Regions from separate parts of the Gossypium hirsutum genome. Here region 1 is linked to region 2. The links are chromatin contacts, called in public Hi-C maps. All regions are on one chromosome and are shown on one strand. The core of a region is the stretch at or near the end of the contact, and the rest is flanking DNA. Distances in the headings are between cores, read along the strand shown.

Region 1 (6,177 bases), core at 2,801-5,300, 41 kb after region 2:
ATATTTTGGTGTTGGGCCCATCGAATTACGACAATTAATATCTTTTATTTTCCCTCAGTTTTCCCATGTCTATGCCATTATTTTTTTTCTGAATCCAAGATTTTACATATTTTTTACCACTCAATTTTGATCATATTTCTTCATTAATTATACTTTTAACCCTATAAATTTTGAAAAAAATAAACAATTTAATTCTTATAATCAGCATTTAAAAATATAATAATTTATGTTTGGCCACTCCAAAACTTTCATATTTAGTTTTTAAAAGTACTTCTAATTTGACTTCTTCTTTTTATAGAAATTTGTAATATATCGTACGTGAATTTAAGTTTGTAGTTACTTTTTTTGAGTTTAACTTAATTAGATTGGATTATGCAAGTGGGTGGGTGGTTAAAAGAAAGAGTAGTCCATTTTTTAAGGAAGGAGAGGTGAACAAAGTAATGGATTGCCAAACAACCCGTATCATCACCAACAAACATTACATGAAATGTCAAACTCCATCAGTAAACCAAATAGTAGACACTCTGTAAAATAGGTGTTGGATAGTTCAATTATGGTCAACCCAGGGAGCCACCTATTGGATTCAGGAGGCACCAGCTTGCTATCCTAGCACTGCAAAGAACGGATAGTTATCGCTGCTCTGTGAAACCAGCCTCACGCATTACCATTCTCCCTAGGATCCCACGAGACTCACAGCTTTCGCTCAAATCCCGTGGATCACTCCTTGCTTGGAAAGGAGCCAAGGCCGGTGATTTGCCACAATGAATCCGACCGCTTAAGCCAGACCAGATGTTCTATAACCCCAAATACCCCACCTGGGTCACAAGCTTGCGTTACCAAGCTCGGCGAATAACAGCACTGCTTCCATCCTATATTAATAACATGAACACTTTTCCTAAAATACCTATGTGGGATTAGTTTACCTTTTCTGAGTCTGCTGTTGTCAGGTTTTTTGAGTTTAAGACCTTATCAGCTGCTTAAATTCAATGCTCTGATTAATATTGATGATTGACAAAGATCAACTCCACACAGTCACCTGAAACTAAATAGGAATTTCCATGTCTGGACAAAACCCTGGCATATTTGATAAACATATCAAGTGCTAAAATGATAACCCCATGTCACAGGCATGAGTTAATTGAAGAATAGCAATATTGTTTTTAATTAATTAATTTTTTTAAGAATATATAAAAATATATATTTTATCAGGACATTTTTCATTCCATTAAGGCTGAATCTTTTTGGATCCAAATATCAAAGTATAAAGATAATTTTCCTTTTCAATTCCCACAAATAAATCAATCGTTGTTGAGACTTAGGGGGCTAACTCCTGGATTTAGAAAGGATTCTTAAAAGAGAGGGATATTTTGGAGTGAGAGAAATGTCTGGGTATTCAGTGATAACAATATCGTTCATAGACAGCCTGACATTAGTCTTTCTTGTCATGAGAATCATATAAAAGTGACCACTACTAGACAATAGTTGTATAAACTGGTGTAACACTGGAAAATATCGAAATTGAATAAAATTGCAAATAGTCAAAAGTTGAGCTAGGGACTAATTTGCAAAGGAGAAAGAAGTGTAGTAAGTCTAATGTGAGAAAAGAAAAGAAGTGAATTGATATTAAAAGGGGCTTGATTGGTGATTTAACAAAAACTAGCTATGGCAATTAAATCATGATTAAAGATGGTGGGGATTAAACTTAATTTCGTCTTTAATTTCCTTCACCATTGATCTATTAGCAATGAGATAAAATAACCTTTGTGAAGCAGTGAAACAAAACAAAAACAAGCATGAAAATTACTAGATACAGAAAGTAAGCGTAATATGAAAAAGTAATTGGGAACTTGCACTATCTACCATATCAAAGTTTCAAGCAACCTATCATAATTACATAACATTACACAACCATTCATACTTCTTCACACTCACAAAAATGTCTCTTTCCCAGACACTTCATCTTGACAGCATATATGTATATATTATGGGTTGTTACTTGCTACACATAGAGCTACAAGGTTCAATATCTGTAGCCATCGTCATCATATATGTAACCACTGCTCCTCGACTTGTCAGCCTGCAAACCCATGGAAGAACAATGGATTATTACAAAAACCAACAGTAGTCAAATTTTTCAAGAGCTTCTATCAGTTAATAGCGAACCAACATGAATGGATGAAAATAAAAAGATGCTGCAAAATCAAACTTCCTTGTATGAATTACAGCTCGCAAAAACATGTAACTGAAAGAGAATCCGATCATTGATGGCATACCCTATGAATGAGCTTCTCAAATGCATCAGTCCCGTTCTCTTCAATGTATCTCTCGGCAGCAGTTAAAATATCATCTGATTTACTGAAGAAGTCCTTCCTCGGGACATACCAGATGTTAATTGTCTGTTGTGGGTTCATAAAGAAAGGTCTCAAATAATGCTCGTAAACATAAGCAGCACCACTGAAGTACGGGATGACCAGCCAGCAGGTGAAAATCAACTTCGCGTGAGACCAGATTGGGATCCTGTATTCATGTTCTCAAATGTTTCAGCAAGGTATAGGCAAATGCAATTTCTGAATGTGCATAATTATGATAAGAAGCCTTTAGCATACAACTTCCCTTCTTTAAAATCAGCATAAGTATCATGAAGTTTTTCGCACAACTATCCGAGAAACTAAACCAGGGCAAAGAAATATAAAGATAAGTAATTAACACATTGGTGAAACTTCAATATAACCAAGTTAGATTTATCTTGGCAATGCTTTCCACTTTTTCGATGGAATCGATTTGTTGAAATAAAGTGAGTTGAAACCCTTGGTAAAGAAATGGGTTCCTCTTCTAGTGGATGAGAAGCTAATTAAAGAATACAACAGGTTTGGTCACCTAAATTGTCAATTTTATAAGCACAATAACCATTTTTTTTCTTGAGTTGGTCAACTAGAATCATAATTGTTTAATCAAATGAAAAATCTGAGCTTTCCCTCTCTCAGACACCCCCAAAGCAAAAGAGAAAAAGTTAACTCGGATTCCCGGAAACGGGAAATGTATATATAGGGATAGTGTTAGAGCAAGAAATGTGCTATCTAGGAGCAACACAAACTTGATCATTCAAGAGCATAAAAATTTACCATTCAATGACTTTGGCAAAGGTGAGTTCCAGCAATGTAATCATGGAATAGAGAACCCAATATGTAAGCCATTGTCGGTCATCGGCACGAGACTCGGATTCAATTGCCCTAACTGAGGCATAACTGTTTAAGAATTCAATGCCATGGAACAATTAAGCCAATTCAAGTTCAGACAACTTGTAAATTACACCAATTAAAAGGGTAAGAGAAAAAAAGTAAATGAAACCCCAAAAAGATTGAAAAACACACTCACAGAGGATACAGAAGACTAATAACTGGCCTGCAAAATTAACCCAAAAACCAAATTAGAAAATAAAATATTAAAGATATTCAGGAACACACACAAATAGCTTGAAGTTAAAAGTATACAATAAGCCTAAAACTCTATTTCTGTTCTCTTAGTTGATGTTTTAAAATTTACATTTTTTAAAGCAGCAATAGCATACATATATAAAATACATGACCCAAAGTAGAAACAAGATAAATGGGGCAAGAGGAAATTACCCAGCAAGAACATCAAAGTTCTTAAAAAAAACCTTAAGAAAACTTCCAGCCCCAGATCCCATCTTCACTTTCCAAGGCTCTTTTTCTTTCTGAAACCTCTGATATAATTAAAAAAGGAAACTAACCCAAAGCTTTGGTTTTGTTCTTATTGGGGCAGTTGCTTGAGTGAAAAGTGTGTTTTGTATGCGTAAGAAAGCTGAGCTGCTTAAGATGCTAAAAGCTGGTTTGTAAGGAAGGTTGGGGTTGTTTGGCGGTTGGAATCTAACGGTGGATAGTTTAAGAGTGACTAAAATGGACGGCTATGGATGTTCCTTAACTTTCAACAGAAAGAAATTTAGGGGCTTCTTTTGCTTATTCGTTTGGTGGAACCAATCACTCTCGTAGGGGAAATACCATGAAAGGGACTTTCTTCCACTGGAATTACATGATTGCCATTCCCTTTGTCTACGTAGCTCTCATATGAACCGAGTCGGGCCGAATTACCATTTCAAACTTCTTAGCATTTTGTCTAAACTTGGTTCCGCTATTAACTGGGTTTTTTTTATTAATAAAATTTTCAAATTAATATTTTTATTAATAAATTTAAATAACATAATATGATTTTATTATTAATTAAAATTTTGAATTTGAATTAGCAAGTTGACAATTAATTTTATCACAATTCAAGCACAATATATCTAAAGTGATTGTAATCACTTATATGATAAGGAAATCAACCCCGAATATTTCAAAGCGGAGAGCAAAAATTGACAAAAGAATCGAGTATTTACCAAACTAGAGAGGATAACAACAAAATTATCCCTAAAATCACTCATAAAACTAACATTACATGCATAAGCAAAACTAAAAAGTATGTCATAAGAGTAGATAAAAACTTTTAAAACTGAAGACTTATTAAACAATGGAAAAACAAACAAAATATATATAAAAAACTTAAGACAACAAGTGAAATAATTTATTATTCTGAAATATTCTCAAAACAGAAACAAGTTAAGAAGTTGACGAAGAGTCACCCACTTTCCAAGAAAAACTACTGGTTACCGATGGAGTTTTAACAAACGACAAACACTGTCATTTATCCATCACAACTTGTGAAGACAACAAAGAAAGGGTTGATTGGAGAGGAAAAAGGCAAGAGATAGCCAACTCGACCATAAACAAATGCCTTTTTTATTTTGGAGTATTGAATACGCCCATAATTCAAAGCTTCATGTTACTCTTCCCAAGAGACATGTCAGATCCAGGGCATCCCAATTCAATTGAAGGGGATGACAGTTTCTTATTCCTAATCTATAAAATAATAATTTCGATCAAATCACACATCGCAGTATACTAGACCCTCTAATTCTTTGTAATGGCCCAAATTTGAGGTTATCAGAACAGTGGTTTCGAGACCACAAATCCGATGAGAAAAAATTTATTTTTCTTATATTTTTATGGTCTACAATTTCACAAAATGATTTTTTGAAAATTTCGTTCGAAAATTTCGACGTTTGGGCACTCAATTTAGTCAAAAGGACTAAATTGTAAAAAGTGCAAAAGTTGAGTTCTACATGTTAGAGGTGTCCAATTGTTATGAAACTTTAAATTGGAGGTCTTTATATGATAATTATACCATTGGTAACTTGGTAGACAAAAATGGACATGAGATAAGTGAAATAGAAAATTTTTAAGTTAGGGGCAATTTGGTAATCTAGTAATTAAAATGAATTAAAAGGGAAAAAGATGGCAAAAATCATCATCTTCTTCATATGAACGAAATCAGCAAGGGGGAAGCCATAGTTAGGGTTTTCAAGCTTCCAAGCTCCATAGTAAGTGATCCCAAGCCCCGTTTTTAATGTTCTTTACGTTTTTGAGATCCCGGTAGCTTAATTTAGCTTATTCTAGCAATAATTTAACCTAGGGTTTATATTTGGAAAAATACCCATAGGTAAAAAGTGTTTATTTTGATGTTTTATGATAGAATATGAAGCTAGAAATTATGTTAAACAACTTTTGCTAAGCGATTTTAAGTGAAAACGAGTAAAACGACATAATCGGTAAAAATACCTAATGTTCATAAGTACATGTTAGAGTGGGAATTTGATGTTGCCATAGAAGGGAAAAATGTTCAGAATGTTATAAAACATAAGAATAAGAGATGAAGTTTAATTTCCGAGCCTTGGGGCAAAAATGTAATTATGTAAAAGTTTAGGGGCAAAATTGTAATTTTGAAAAAGTTAGAGTCGAGGGCTGTTTTAATGAATGTGATTATTAAATAAGTTAAATTTACTATTTTAGATCAAGAAGTACGAAACTCGAGGTTAGACAAAGGGAAGAATAAAGTTGAAGACTAAGTTGGTGAATTTGGCTATAATTGGTACCGAGGTAAGTTTACAGTAAATAAATGCAATATTTCAATATTTATTATTAATGCTGTTAATTTCCAGCAATTATGAATTTATTTTATGAATTTATTTGATGATGATCCAAGCATGAAATGATAGAGAATTAAAGTTTAAAAGTCCCGTTGATACATAAGGATGGTTCTGGATACGAATGTCATGACATT
Region 2 (6,796 bases), core at 3,464-5,963:
ACTGGTTTTATCTTATTCTTTTTCTATGCGGAAACTTCTGTGTTATAGACGGAGAAGGTTTGGGAGAGGAGTTGCCGTCGTTGGCCAAGGAGGTGGCCAGAGTGGAAGCGGTCCGAGCATATGCAGGTGAGAGTTCTAAAATGTCATAGATTATAGGAATTCTAAAATTCTTATTAAATTTAAGCAAAAGCACTTAATTTTTGTTTAGATAGTTAAGAAGAATTATTCTTTATAGTGTTCTGGTATTTCAGTTGTTGTGTTTCAATATGCAAAGAAAGGTGTTTTTTGTTATTCTATGGTCGAAATTGAGGTAAAATGGTTCATATTAGGGCTTACACTCTGCTTTTGCTATTTGGTTTCTTTCTTTTCTTGTTACTTGTAAAATATATATAGAAAGCTACAAGTAGCAGAAGTTTCAAACGAACATAGCCTACTAATCATTAATATGATTTATTCTCTTCTGTTAAGAAGATATTGATAGCCCATTGTTGCTTTTTCTCAATGACATGGAGGTAATACCTCCAAGTTGATGTGCTACCATCTGTAGATCTCACCCAACTTTATATTGGTTTATTGATATTTTTTTGGCTTGTTATTGGTTTCTTCTACAAGATGCATGTTAATATTTATTTGATTATAATTGTAATTTCTATTCATTCATGTTTCTTCATTAACAAAATGTTATCTGAATAGAAAGATCTTGGTCAGAATTCTTAGTTTACCGAGCCTTAAAGCTCAAGTAGTTCAAGCTATTAGATCCACATCTGGACTAAATCACTACGGATTTTCCTTTGCTGTGATTTATGAGTCTTATTGTTTCTGAAATGATTTGCTAATCTGATCTAACTGTTGTATCTCCAATAGTTATGATTTGTGTTGCTTTTGGATCTATCAATGGTGGTCTATTAGCCACCAGTTGCACATTTGCTTGTACGTTCTTGCAGAAACATTTAGCAATTGGGTGTAATGAGAAAATTTAGCAGTTGAGTTTAGTAGGCAAAATTTATATTTGGTAGCATAGTTTGTACTCGCATTTGTTCAGTCCTTTTAGAATCAGATATAATACTAGACTGAAAACTCGGCTGCTGTTAGTGCTTTTGTGTCACAAAGGTCCTTTCGCTGCTATTGGCATGATTAGGGTGGTTTAGTACTATAGATATCACTATTGCAGCTGCTATTGGCATATGCTGATCCCTTTTTAAGCTTTATTTAGGTGATTTTGTTGACTATAGGTCTAGGTTCTTGTCTTAGTTGTAGAGATCAATTTGACATATTCTTATGCTAAAGATCAGACTATATCCTCTTGAAAATGGACAAAGAGGATTGCTTTGATTGGAAAAGAAACTAATCAGCAAGATCTTCAACAAAATTAGCTAGCTTTTTCTTGTATTTTTAATTTTAGTTAGTTTTTCTCTTTTGTAACTTCCTTTTTGTTGCCTCTACGCAATTGTGATCTAATGCTCTCACCGATGCCTTTTTCCTTGAAAACTATCTTTTCTACCAGAGGTAGCATCAAAGCTGGATAATTTAATCGGTGATATTGAAGATGCTGTCTCTTCTACTATGAACAAAAATTTAAGAAAGGATTCTTCCGCGCAAAATTCAGAAGTAAGCACTAGAAAAATACAGTCATTCACACCATCTAATGGAAACTATTCTTTTTCCCTAAACCTGTTTCTTTCTTGATGTTGCAGGAGACCCGCATGGTTGCTATTAAAACACTCAAAGTGACCGAAGACTTGTTAACTTCAGTCACGAAGGCACGGCCTCAATGGGCACGTCTAGTCTCAGCTGTTGATCACAGAGTAGATCGAGCTCTAGCAATATTAAGACCCCAGGCAATTGCTGATCACCGAGCCCTTCTCACATCCTTTGGATGGCCACCATCACTTTCAAACTTGACTTCCTCAAGTCTGGATGCAAGGAAATCAAGTGAAGTCCCAAATCCTCTTTTCACAATGCATGGTGATCTCAAACGTCGGTATTGTGAAAACTTTTTTGCCCTGTGCCGCCTGCAGGAGTTGCAGAGACAAAGAAAATCACGGCAACTTGAGGGCCATAATCGGGAGGTCGCTCTTCACCAACCACTTTGGGCAATTGAAGAGCTTGTCATTCCTGTATCTGTTGCGTGCCAACGCCACTTTTCAAAGTGGATTGATAAACCAGAATTCATTTTTGCTCTGGTATATAAAATTACACGGGATTATGTTGATTCAATGGATGAGTTATTGCAGCCATTGGTTGACGAGGCAATGCTAACTGGTTACAGTTGCAAAGAAGAATGGATTTCTGCAATGGTAACATCCTTATCAACATACTTGGCGAAAGAGATATTCCCTATTTATATTGGTCAACTGGAGGAAGAGAGTGTGACTGGTATTAGATCACAGGCTAGGACATCTTGGCTCCATCTTATTGACTTGATGGTCTCTTTTGACAACCGGATAAAGCCTCTTGTAGAACAATCTGGGATCTTGCTTTCCCTCCTGGAAGATGGGACTCCGCGTAAGATTTCATCTCTGTCTGTGTTCTGTGATCGACCTGACTGGCTTGATATGTGGGCAGAAATAGAGCTAGATGATGCAATGGAAAAACTAAAACCGGAGATAGATGAAGAAAGAAACTGGACTAAGAAGGTTCAGGGGGCAGATCTCTCTAATTCTGATGACTATAAATCCCCTGCAGTTTCCAGCATTACTTTTACGTGTTTATCATCTTTGATTGAGCGGTGTCGATTGTTGCCTACAGTTTCTCTGAGGTCAAGGTTTCTGAGATTAACTAGTACACCGGTCATAAAATTTTTTTTGGATTGCTTACTTCTCAGATGCCAAGAAGCTGAAGGATTGACTGCCTTAACTGATGATGATGCTCTAATCAAAGTTTCAAACTCTGTCAATGCAGCTCACTATTCCGAATCTATTTTAAAAGAATGGTGTGAGGATGTCTTTTTCCTTGAGATGGGATTGGATCAAGGTGAGCATCCTGGAGAGTCTGTTGCTGAAAATAGTGGTAGCAAGGTTCCAATTGAAGAGTATGGAAATGGTATTTTCCATGAGGAGATTGTGAAGTTTGAAGATTTCAGAACACAGTGGGTTGAGAAGATAACTATGGTTATTTTAAGAGGATTTGATGCCCGCTGCCGAGATTACATAAAGAACAGAAGACAATGGCAGGAAAAGAGTGAAGAAGGTTGGACTGTATCACAAACATTGATAGGGGCCCTGGATTATTTGCAGGCGAAAATGGCAGTAATAGAAGAAAATTTAAACAGGGTAGACTTTGCGGGAATCTGGAGGAGCCTGGCAGCGGGGGTGGATAAATTGATATTTAACGGCATTCTTATGAGCAATGTGAAGTTCCATGAGGAGGGGGTGGAGAGATTTGGGTATGATGTAGAGGTGGTATGGGGGGTATTTAGGGCATGGTGTTTGAGGCCGGAAGGATTCTTTCCGAAGGTGAGCGAGAGCTTGAAGTTGTTGAAGATGGAAAAGGACCAACTTGAAGACAGCCTGAAAGAGGGGCAGAAACGGATGAAGGAGAATGGAATTAGGCATTTGAGTGTAGCTGAGGTAGAAAAGATTGGGAAAAACAGAGTATATACCAAGTAAAAAAAAGGCTTTTAATTTTGGTTCCCTTCGGTCATTGTAGCTGAATTACACAGTAGACTTGGACAAGGGAGTTAAAGTTGTCTCTGTTTGTATTTGGCTCTTCGATTATTAACCCATTCGTTTCAGAAATACAGTAGACCAATAAACAATGAAGATTGTTTTGTTCTTTTTTCACCATCATTCCTATTCAGGCTTCATTACCCAACCTTTCAAATATGTAGACAAATAAATTCCTATTCGACATTCAACATACATTAGACAAATATATTACTATATCTCTGAGCATTTGTTAGCAATATCCTATATTGGATTATTTTAATATTATTTTTAACAGAGAAAAAAAGAAAAAAAGATTTGGAGTCTTATTATTGACTCTCATCTTCATCCTAGATTCATATTTATACCAATCATTATGGGTTGGGTTGCTCAATCCCTTCTAATGGCTCTTCCCCTTTCTGATGATTATGAAGTATGCCACTAGAGTTCACCAGGACGTTCCTTTTAATTGCCAGCTTCGAACAAATATGGGGACACCAAAAAGTATGTTGAGCCTTCCCTCTCCAAACTTGCTTTGCTTAGTTGATGCTTCCCTTTGAGAATCGAAAACTCATATTTGAAGTTAGAATTCCAACAGATATCTCATTTCCTCCATTGTTGTAGTACATTCAAATTTGTCACTCTCAATCGAAACATCATGGGGTGATCTCTTGACTGTCCCAGTACAAATTGATGTGTTATCCCCAGCCATTATATCCGAACAACAAAGGAAAAAGAAACGGAGCCTACCAAATTTTAAATGAAGAAATTCTCACTGCCACAAAACACAATCCTAATAAAACACTAAAGGTAAATCTGTAGAAGGCTGGACAAAACTTCAAAGAAATTTGGACGTAGCAAAAAAGAAAAAAAAAATAGAGTTAAACAAGTGAAAAGATAAATCCCTGACTCCCACTATTTATAACGCAGCCATGGATCTTGGTTTACACCCATTGCGTGACAATTAAGCAAACACGCTTGACACTTGCGTACGTTTCTCAACAATTTGCAGAAAGAAACCTCTCATAGAAGGACATGTAGCAGCGTTACATCATTCCCAATCCTTACCAAATCACCAAGGTTACCAAAGAGGCGTGTAACCATTTAACACCAGAAGTGATCATGGGTTAGGCTACCCGGCCTGGCCCGATGGCTCGTTTAAAAAATGAGAGGGTTTGGGTAAAAATATAAGTCCGAAATATGGATTTAGACAAAAAATAAGACCCGTTTAGAAAATAGGTCGGACCTCGGGTAAGACTTTTTTGGCCCGAGCTCAGCTCGGCCTGGCCTGAATTATATATTAAATATATATTATTTTTAATCAAATATACTTTTTATTAAATATATATATATTTTTGGATTTTTAATTCGAATTATATATTAAATATATATTTTTTATTTTTAATCAAATATGGGCCGGGCCAGAACGGGCTCAGGCTTAACAATTTTCTTTCAGGCCGAGCTTGGACAAAATTTTAAGCCCATATTTCGGACTGAGTCAGGCCCGAGCCTAAGAAACGGGCCTAAAATTTTGTGTGAGTCTGGCTCGAGCACATAATCACCTCTATTTAACACACATTTGCAAAATTTTCATAGTGTTTAATTTTAAAAGCCAACCTTATGTTGACTTTAAATTTGAAATTTTAAAATTACGGAGTTGTAAATTTGCGAAATTACAAAGTACTCCAATCAACTTGGATGGGTTTTGGCGGACCTTCTAGCAGACTTAATAGAGATCACTTTATAACCTCTCATCATCTTGGGAGGGCAATTGTTATACCACCTCTACAAGCCTCACACGTTTCATGCAAACATCACACCAGACAAACATTGCATTTTTTGATTGTTTTGTTGTCTTATAACATCAAATTACTAACTTATGAGGTAACATCACCATCCCTACAAGACAGGACAAGATGTGACTGTGCTGCTAGTGAGATCCTTACACATGGCACACCTCTTGTCTCATGTATATAAGCCTTCCCATTGCACTAAGGAGACAGATGACAACAACAGAACAAAACACTCCATTCCATGCTTACTCTTTCTCTCGTGTTGTCAGCCACTCTCTCCGCCCCTTTATCCACTTGTTACGGCGACTATCCACCCTACTAAGGTGAATCGCCAAAATTATCCTTATTTACTCATCTTTGTTGATTTCTCATGTAAAAAAATATTTATAATTAAATACATTAAAAAATTAAATACTAAAATTATTTTCCATGCATTTAAATCTTTTATCACTTTACCAAGCATACCTTAACATTATATGAATTGTTCTAGTAAAATAAACTTAAAAAATAGAACAAGAGTGTAAATTCTTCATTACTCTATGATAATTAAAATCGAAAAGAAAGTATTTTATAGATTAGCATTTTTCCCTCTTGCCTTGAAAACTTAAAAGATATAATGATAGATTTAGTTGCTAATGTTTATCTATTTTGACACTTTGACTTTGATTTTTTTTTCTCACTTTGGCACATTCAATTTTTAAAATTTAATCTGTAATAGTCCGTTTTCAGTGAAATCGAAACAGTGGTTTTGAGGCCATAAATTCGAGTTTAAAAAGAAAATTATTTTAATATTATTTCATGATCTGAATTATATAGGAAAATCTTATGAAAATTTCGTTAAAAAAATTTTACCAATTTGATGCTTAATTAGATGAAAAGGACCAAATTGCATGAAATGTAAAAGTTGAGTTCTAGTAGCTATATGTATTAAATAGCTATAGAATTCAAAGTTTGGGGTCCTTATATGGCAAATAGACCATTAAGAGAAGTTAGTAGATAAGGATGATGATTCATCCATGGAAATTTAATTAAAGAAAAGGATGAAATTGGAAAGAAAAAGATAAAAAGATGATAAATAATTAAATAACAAAAAAATCAAGATTTATCATCGTCTTTCCCAAATTTTTTATGAAAACCCTAGCTAAGAGAAAAGAACTCAATCAAGGTTTCTTGGCTTAATTAGGTATGAATTCTTATCCCGTTTTTAGTCATTTTATGTTTCCAAGATTGTAATAGCATAATTAAGCTATTTTAGGAATTAATTTGCAAAGCTATCAAAGTTCTAAGACTTTGCCATGGATGAATATAGTTGAATTATGAAATTTTATGGTAGAAAATGAAAGGTTGTTGATAGATAAA

What was found. Hi-C and Micro-C count contacts between places; a contact is called where the count stands out from the background.
Region 1: a contact with region 2 is called in a Hi-C map of leaf, with 2.4 times the contacts expected there. The contact joins the promoter of LOC107946507 here to the enhancer-like site in region 2. A contact is called at or near these places in 5 of 34 Hi-C or Micro-C datasets (callus and leaf).

The regions. Positions count from the first base shown.
Region 1 is chrD12:52,636,962-52,643,138 of Gossypium_hirsutum_v2.1, forward strand. LOC107946507 (HVA22-like protein a) reads right to left here and starts at 4,051. Exons shown (of 5, transcript XM_016880871.2): 1 at 3,627-4,051; 2 at 3,376-3,402; 3 at 3,123-3,245; 4 at 2,274-2,517; 5 at 1,829-2,077. The coding sequence starts at 3,688. The coding sequence ends at 2,021. LOC107947615 (transcription factor ILI3) reads left to right here. Exons shown (of 2, transcript XM_016882209.2): 2 at 1-51.
Region 2 is chrD12:52,594,973-52,601,768 of Gossypium_hirsutum_v2.1, forward strand. It overlaps LOC107946506 (RINT1-like protein MAG2), which reads left to right. Exons shown (of 4, transcript XM_016880870.2): 2 at 49-126; 3 at 1,505-1,608; 4 at 1,695-3,782. The coding sequence ends at 3,608. Among protein-coding and RNA genes, the nearest start is that of LOC107946506, 4.0 kb to the left of the region's middle. Within about 2 kb of position 4,714, at least 6 of the 9 cell types and tissues checked have an H3K27ac peak or open chromatin away from gene starts, as enhancers often do. A contact at or near this core is called in leaf, where this site is marked.